2 separate regions of the Oryctolagus cuniculus genome follow, and region 2 is linked to region 1. Evidence: chromatin contacts called from public Micro-C data. All regions are on one chromosome and are shown on one strand. Each heading gives the region's core, a stretch centred on a gene start, on an enhancer-like site or on the middle of the called end of the contact. The rest is flanking DNA. Distances are from core to core; before and after follow the strand shown. Region 1 overlaps SYN3 (synapsin III). Region 2 holds the start of TIMP3 (TIMP metallopeptidase inhibitor 3).

Region 1 (3,086 bases), core at 301-2,800:
CACATCATACAAGTAACAGCTCGGCAGGACACTCCAGGCACTGTGCTAATGCGACTGTGTTAACTCGTGCCCTCTGAATGACAGCCTTATGAAGAAGGTATTTTTATTAGCCTCATCCTACAGATGAAGGCACTGGAAAGTGGAGTACCTTGGCCAAGACCCAGCAGCTCGTTAAGTGCCATATCTGGGCGTGGAGCCCAGGTCTGGAAGATGGCAGAGCACAGGTTTCGGAACACGAGCTATACCGGGCCTGTGGCTGCTCGGCAGTGAAATCAAAGTAGTCCAAGAGTTTTGGGGGGAAAATGGTAATTCAGCCTGGGCCATCCAAAGGAGGTGCCAAGAAGGCAGCTGTGTGTTCACATCTGTAGCTCAGGAAAGATGAGCAGGCGGGAGTCCTCCGCTAATCAGTAGTTGCCGAAACCTCAAATGTGGCTATGAGTAAGAAGATGAGAGGGCCTGAGCCAGGTCTCTGTGGGGCCTAGACATTTGTGAGCCCGGGGAGGAGAAAGGATGCTGGAGAAGATGCTGGGCAGGCAAAGAGGGGAAAACAGGTACCCACGGGGACCAACGTCATGGGCAGCAAAATAGCCCATTCGATGAGAACTACCAAACAAGGGCATCAGATGTGACAGGGGACCCCACAGGTGGCACACAGAGCAGTCCCCCTAGACTGGTAGGTAAGAGAAAAGGCACCACTGATAGACTTGTGACTGAACTTGCTATAGTGTCGCATCTGGCACAACTCATGGGGGAAAAATTGTCCTTAAACTACACATCCTGCTAAGAAAATGCAGTCGGCTGGTACCACGGCTCACTTGGCTAATCCTCTGCCTGTGGCACTGGCACCCCGGGTTCTAGTCCCGGTTGGGGCGCCGGATCCTGTCCCAGTTGCTCTTCTTCCAGTCCAGCTCTCTGCTGTGGCCCAGGAAGGCAGTGGAGGATGGCCCAAGTGCTTGGGCCCTGCACCCGCATGGGAGACCAGGAGAAGCACCTGGCTTCTGGCTTGGATCAGTGCAGCGCGCCGGCTGCAATGCACCAGCCATAGCGGCCACTTGGGGGGTGAACCAATGGATAAAGGAAGACCTTTCTCTCTGTCTGTCTCTCTCACTGTCTAACTCTGCCTGTCAACAAAATTAATTAATTAATTTAAAAAAAAAAAAGAAAATGAAGTCACCACACCAAGACGCACGATGCAACTTGACTTTGGCAAAGCACTTGCGTTGCCTCCTGGGGGCCTCCTGGGGGCCTCCTGGGGGCCTCCATTTCCTCCTCTGCAAACAGACCCTTGAGCTTTCTCCCAGATCCAAAATCCTTCTCTCCCCCACTCCAGATGCTCAGTGAGGCTGTTGGTGTTGACCCGAAAGGTGCCATGAAAGACAAGGGCGCCCCCGGCTGCTGCAGGTCCCCTCGCGGCCTGTCCCCTCCCTGCCTTGCTTTCTCCCTAGTCCTCCAAGGTGACTGCCCGAGTCGCTGATGAGAAACACATGTCTCTGGGCAGCCTGGTGTTGCACAATGCCGCCAAGGGAAAGGCAAAGAAGGAAGGAAGGAAAGAAAAGCGCTTTGGTATTCTCAGCCTCCACACACAATTCCCCATTGATGTGCTGTGAGTCACGGCGGGCCGCCAGGCCATGGCGGTTTCTGAATCACTTCCTCCGAGAGGGGCTCTCCACTTGTTCCCGGGCAGGCTTTGGCCGCGACTGGAACGCAGGGAGGTTGGGCCCATCTGGGCGGCTCTGACTGGGCTCTGCTCTGTGCTGGAGCTCCAGAGGGGGAGGTAGAGCTGCCAGGATGGTAGGGCGGAGGGCCTGCAGGAAGGCGGCAGAGAAGCAGGTTGAATCCGTTTGTCCCAGAGGGTGGGGCCCTAAGACTCGCGCCTTCCTCCCTCCCGGAAATGAAATACAGACTTACAGGGCATGTTCTCTCCAGCAGGCACCAGACTTGGCCAGATCCCGAGTTTCCATCTCCCCCACCTGGTCGGCCTGGCTGAGGTGGACAAGACTGACATCTTCGGGGTAGAGTTAGACGTCAAGTTCATCCTTTATGGCTCGTAGTAAGAACCTCTGAGCCGCACCTCTCGGCCTCCCACCTTGCAGTTTTCCATCTTTGAGGTCAACGGCGTCAGAGGCCCAAGGTGCCCTCCCCAGGGTGTTGGTACTCAAGGGAGAGTCTGGTTTTAGTTCTGGCTGTGAGTGAGCTCCATTCATGTGGCAGAGAAACGTCAATCCTTACCCGGGGCCCAGATGCTGTATAGGCACTAGGGTTTCCAACAGGAAACTGACCTGGCCCCAGCTGTGTGAAAGGGAATGACAGGGAGATCAGTGATGCAAATTCAGTGTGGCAGGTGCTGTGGTGGAGAGCCCCGCAGGAGAGCATCAGACACAGACCTGGAGACAGGGAGAACCAGGAAAAGGCATCTGGAAGGTCTGTGGGATTGAACAAGGCAACATGTGGTGCCATTTTCCTTTTGCCTGGCCATGATTTCTCGCTCCATACCAACCACCCCTGGCCTCCTGCCTTCAGAAGATCTGTACCTTAACTGGAGCTGAGGCCCACTCTCTGTCCTTGTCAGACACTGAGTGGCCTCACCCCTCCATGCAGACAGTAGGCCCTGCTTCTCAATGACCCCAGCTGGTTGAGAATCTGTTGGAATGCCGCCACCTGGTGGGCACCCTGAGCCAGGTGCACCTGACAACTCCACTGTTCCCGGGGCACTCACCAGAGATACGCTGACCTAGAGGCAATGCCCAAAAAAGAACTGGGTCTGGTGTAGCTACTTACCTGATTGACATTCCAGGTGAAGGACAAATGGACATCCCCCTGTCCACATTCAGCTGGCTGAAGTCTCTCCTTAAGGAGTGGATTTGGATAACATGCTTATTGAGAGTAGGCACAGTCAGACAAAACGATAGCCAGGTTCTTTCTGCCTTGAACCCTGGACTCCCCAGCATCTGGCACGGCGCCTGGGTCTGCAAGTACATGAATGAAATTAGAAGCTTGGAAGTAAGGTTCTAGGAATAGCAAACGTGGTTTGCGAGAGGAGAATTTCAATATTGTCTAGTACAACCTCCTTCTCACATGCAGCCCCG
Region 2 (3,086 bases), core at 264-2,763, 120 kb before region 1:
GAATTCAGCAGTAACAGCACCACCTCCCAACAAGAACCAGGTGGAAACGCCACCAGCTGCAGCGAGGAATTCGGGTAGGGGCAGCAGCCCCAAGAATCCTTCTGAGCAACCCACAGAAGCAGGGTCCAGCCAGGTTCTCCCAGGGGAAGGAAGGGTGTGCAGCGGCAGGCCCCAGGAAGCCTTGACCAAACAGACCACACAAACACCCCTGGCTGCCAACCCGAACGACCTCCAAGCACCGGGGGCCCCCTCTCCAGCTTCTCCAAGGCTGCGCCTGACTCACCCGCAGTGCCCCTCCCAACCTGGGGCTCCTCCCCGCAACACACGTGTAGGGTCCCTCACCAGTAGAAGATTTGCTTCCCTGTATGACTGCACTTCACACACACACACACACACACACACACACGCAACGCACGCACGCACGCAGCGGGGACACTCGGTTCGCACGCCTGCTGAGCCGCAGAGGAGGGGAGAGACGCGTTCCATCTGCCACTCCACCTCTGGCCATCCCGATCCAAGTGTCCCACACACTCCCAGACAAGTTTTCCCAGGACACCCTCCCTCAAGGTCTTTGGGGAGAAGGAGCTGCACTTCCTGCAGGGTCTAAGCCAGGCTCAAAGTCCAGTTTGGAACTGTTGCCACAATGTGACCCTTGGCATCTTGGTTCTTTTGGTGGCAAATCTGTTCACCAGGTGTCATCTACACACACACACACACACACACACACACACACACACACACAACTCCAGAAAAAAAAAAAAAAACCTTCCTGCGAGTTTTCACAGCTATTTGGTAAGTGAGCCCTCACAGCCACCACGAGCTTGCTATCACCTCCCCCCACCCCCCACCCCGCCAAGCTCTCTCTTCCTTTTTCCACCTATATCCGCCCAAACTTGGCAGCCCCAGAGCCCCAGCTTCCACTGGCTTGGGGAGCCTGCGGCTGGGTTGGGTCCCAGGGGGAAGAAGGGAATCGATAGGAGAGGTGGCAAAAGCAGAACCCTCCAAGTTCCACCTGCAACTTTGGAGTTCTTGCAGGGTGCAGGGTCTGGCACTTGGCTGGCAACTTTAAAAAAAATTAATAGCAAGGACACGCAACAGCCCAGGGGGGGTAAGTTAGCGCGGCCAAGTTTTAGGAACCCTCTCCCTCCTCTTCTCCCCCAGCCCTTCTTCCTTCAATCCCGAGTGGGGAACTTGGCCCAGCTGTCAAACGGACCAGGAGGGACCTCAGACCCTCAGGGCCGGCGAAGGGTGCTGTGTCGGCCACGTCAGAGCTCCCTCCGCCCGAGGACACGGAGCCCCGCCACCCCGCCCCTGCACCCCTGCGCCCAGTGCCTGGGGCGGAGACCGGGAGTCCCGCAGCAGCCCAGGCAGCAGCGCACTCGGAGCGCTTACCGATGTCGGAGTTGCAGAAGGCGTCCTGGGGGTGGCTAGGCGAGCATGTGCACGCCTCGGCGCCCCAGTCCCCCAGTCCCCAGCTGCCCAGGAGCACCACGAGGCCGAGCCACAGAGTCATCGCCGCTGCCGCTGCCGCCGCTGGGACTGCCACTCGCCTCTGCAAACTTGCGGTGCGCGCCGCCGGCGGGGCTGCCGCAGCCCGAGCTCTCCCGCTCAGTCGTGCGGGGCAACTTTGGCCTCCGAGTGCCCAGCGGGACAAGGCGCTGGCGCACAAACTGCGCGGGTAGGCGGACAGGCAGGCGGGCGGGCTCTCCCAGCGAAGGAGCGGGAGCCGAAGGAGCAGGAGGAGCCGGAGTCCGAGAAGCAGAAACTACCGAACGCCCGCGCCTGCCCGCTGCCCACTCTGCGCCGCTGCCCCGGCCGCCGGGAGATATAGCCCGGGCGCCCCGGGAACACCCTCCCCCGGGCGCACGGGGCCGCCCCCTCCGACCAATGGCAGAGCCGCATTACCTCATCGGCCCTCCGAAAAGGGGGCGGGGCCGGGGGCGCGGGCCGGCGGGGCGGGGCCGCCCCCGGACCGTTCAGATCCTTATAGGGAATAATGCTGCTGTGGGCACGCGAGTGGGTGGGCTGGGCGCGCCCCGGACCCGCGCCCGCCGCCGGCTCTCCCAGCGGCGGCCCCGTGCCCACTTTCGCCCGACCCTCGCTCCACGTCCGTCCCACACCACAATCGACCCCGACCCACCCACGCAGGGCAGAGGAGGGGGGCCTGGGTCCTGGCGGACCTGGAGCGCGCCGGCTGGGGCACGTAGCGGGAGCTGTTACCCGCGCGCCTTCTCTGGCGAGAGCAGGGTCTCCGAAAAATACCCAGACCGACGACGCCTCCCTCCCTCATGTTCTGGCTGCGAGGGAGCCAGCTGCCGATTGGAGCTAGCTGGCTGCGATAGCAGTGGCTTCCCCGGGCAGGCTGGGCACAAGGCAGAGTTGTGAATTCATTCAACACAGGCTGTTGCAGGCGCTGGAGTACGCAAGCCCAAGCCCTTGCTCCCGTGGACGTCCTGAACGCACGCGATCTTGTTCTGTGACGCCAGAGCACAGAGCAGGGTCAGGGGTTGGAGAGACCGGGGGGGGGGGGGGGGACGGAAAGAGGAGGGCTGGGGGGGGGGGGCGACCTGGGTGCTGAGGAGTGGGCTAAGGCAGGCTGAGCCCCGCGCAAGCTGCAGGCCAGGGCAGCAGGTATCGAGAGAGGTTTGCGCAACGCCCTGAGCTTGTGTGCCGAACCCTGCCCAGAGCGCACGGGTCTCCCACCTTCAGCCAGGAACTCTGGGGTGCACTCGATCCCAAACTGGACCCCAGCTCTCATGGAAGGCTGCAAATAATTAGTCCAGTTATGATCCCGATCGTTCAACAACAGCTTGATTTCCCTTCGCAATGTTCCAAGGGAGGCGCCATACCTCACCTGGTGGTATCTCCGGGGAATCTTTCTGATAGGAAAAGCAAGCACCCGCGTCATTCATTCTTTCAGCATAAGAAAACCGGCACCAAGAGGTGGAAGGATTTGGCAACCGGCGAGGAAGTCAATCCACCAGGTAGTTTCCACTGACTCCTCTTACTTAGAAGAGATGGTTATCAGCCTGGACTTCAGCAGCTCCCATAATGCACGTGGGCAAATGCCCTTATGCAGCTGGGGT

What was found. A called contact is a pair of places that touch in the nucleus more often than the background predicts.
Region 2: a contact with region 1 is called in a Micro-C map of ear pinna, with 3 times the contacts expected there. The contact joins the promoter of TIMP3 here to the enhancer-like site in region 1. A contact is called at or near these places in 3 of 6 Hi-C or Micro-C datasets (ear pinna, psoas muscle and an unstated tissue).

The regions. Positions count from the first base shown.
Region 1 is chr11:110,539,160-110,542,245 of mOryCun1.1, reverse strand. All of the region lies in intron 5 of SYN3 (synapsin III), which reads left to right. Among named protein-coding and RNA genes, the nearest start is that of TIMP3, 120 kb to the left of the region's middle. Within about 2 kb of position 1,550, at least 4 of the 8 cell types and tissues checked have an H3K27ac peak or open chromatin away from gene starts, as enhancers often do. A contact at or near this core is called in ear pinna, where this site is marked.
Region 2 is chr11:110,656,608-110,659,693 of mOryCun1.1, reverse strand. TIMP3 (TIMP metallopeptidase inhibitor 3) reads right to left here and starts at 1,513. Exons shown (of 5, transcript NM_001195682.1): 1 at 1,393-1,513. The coding sequence starts at 1,513. The region is part of intron 5 of SYN3 (synapsin III); the gene reads left to right.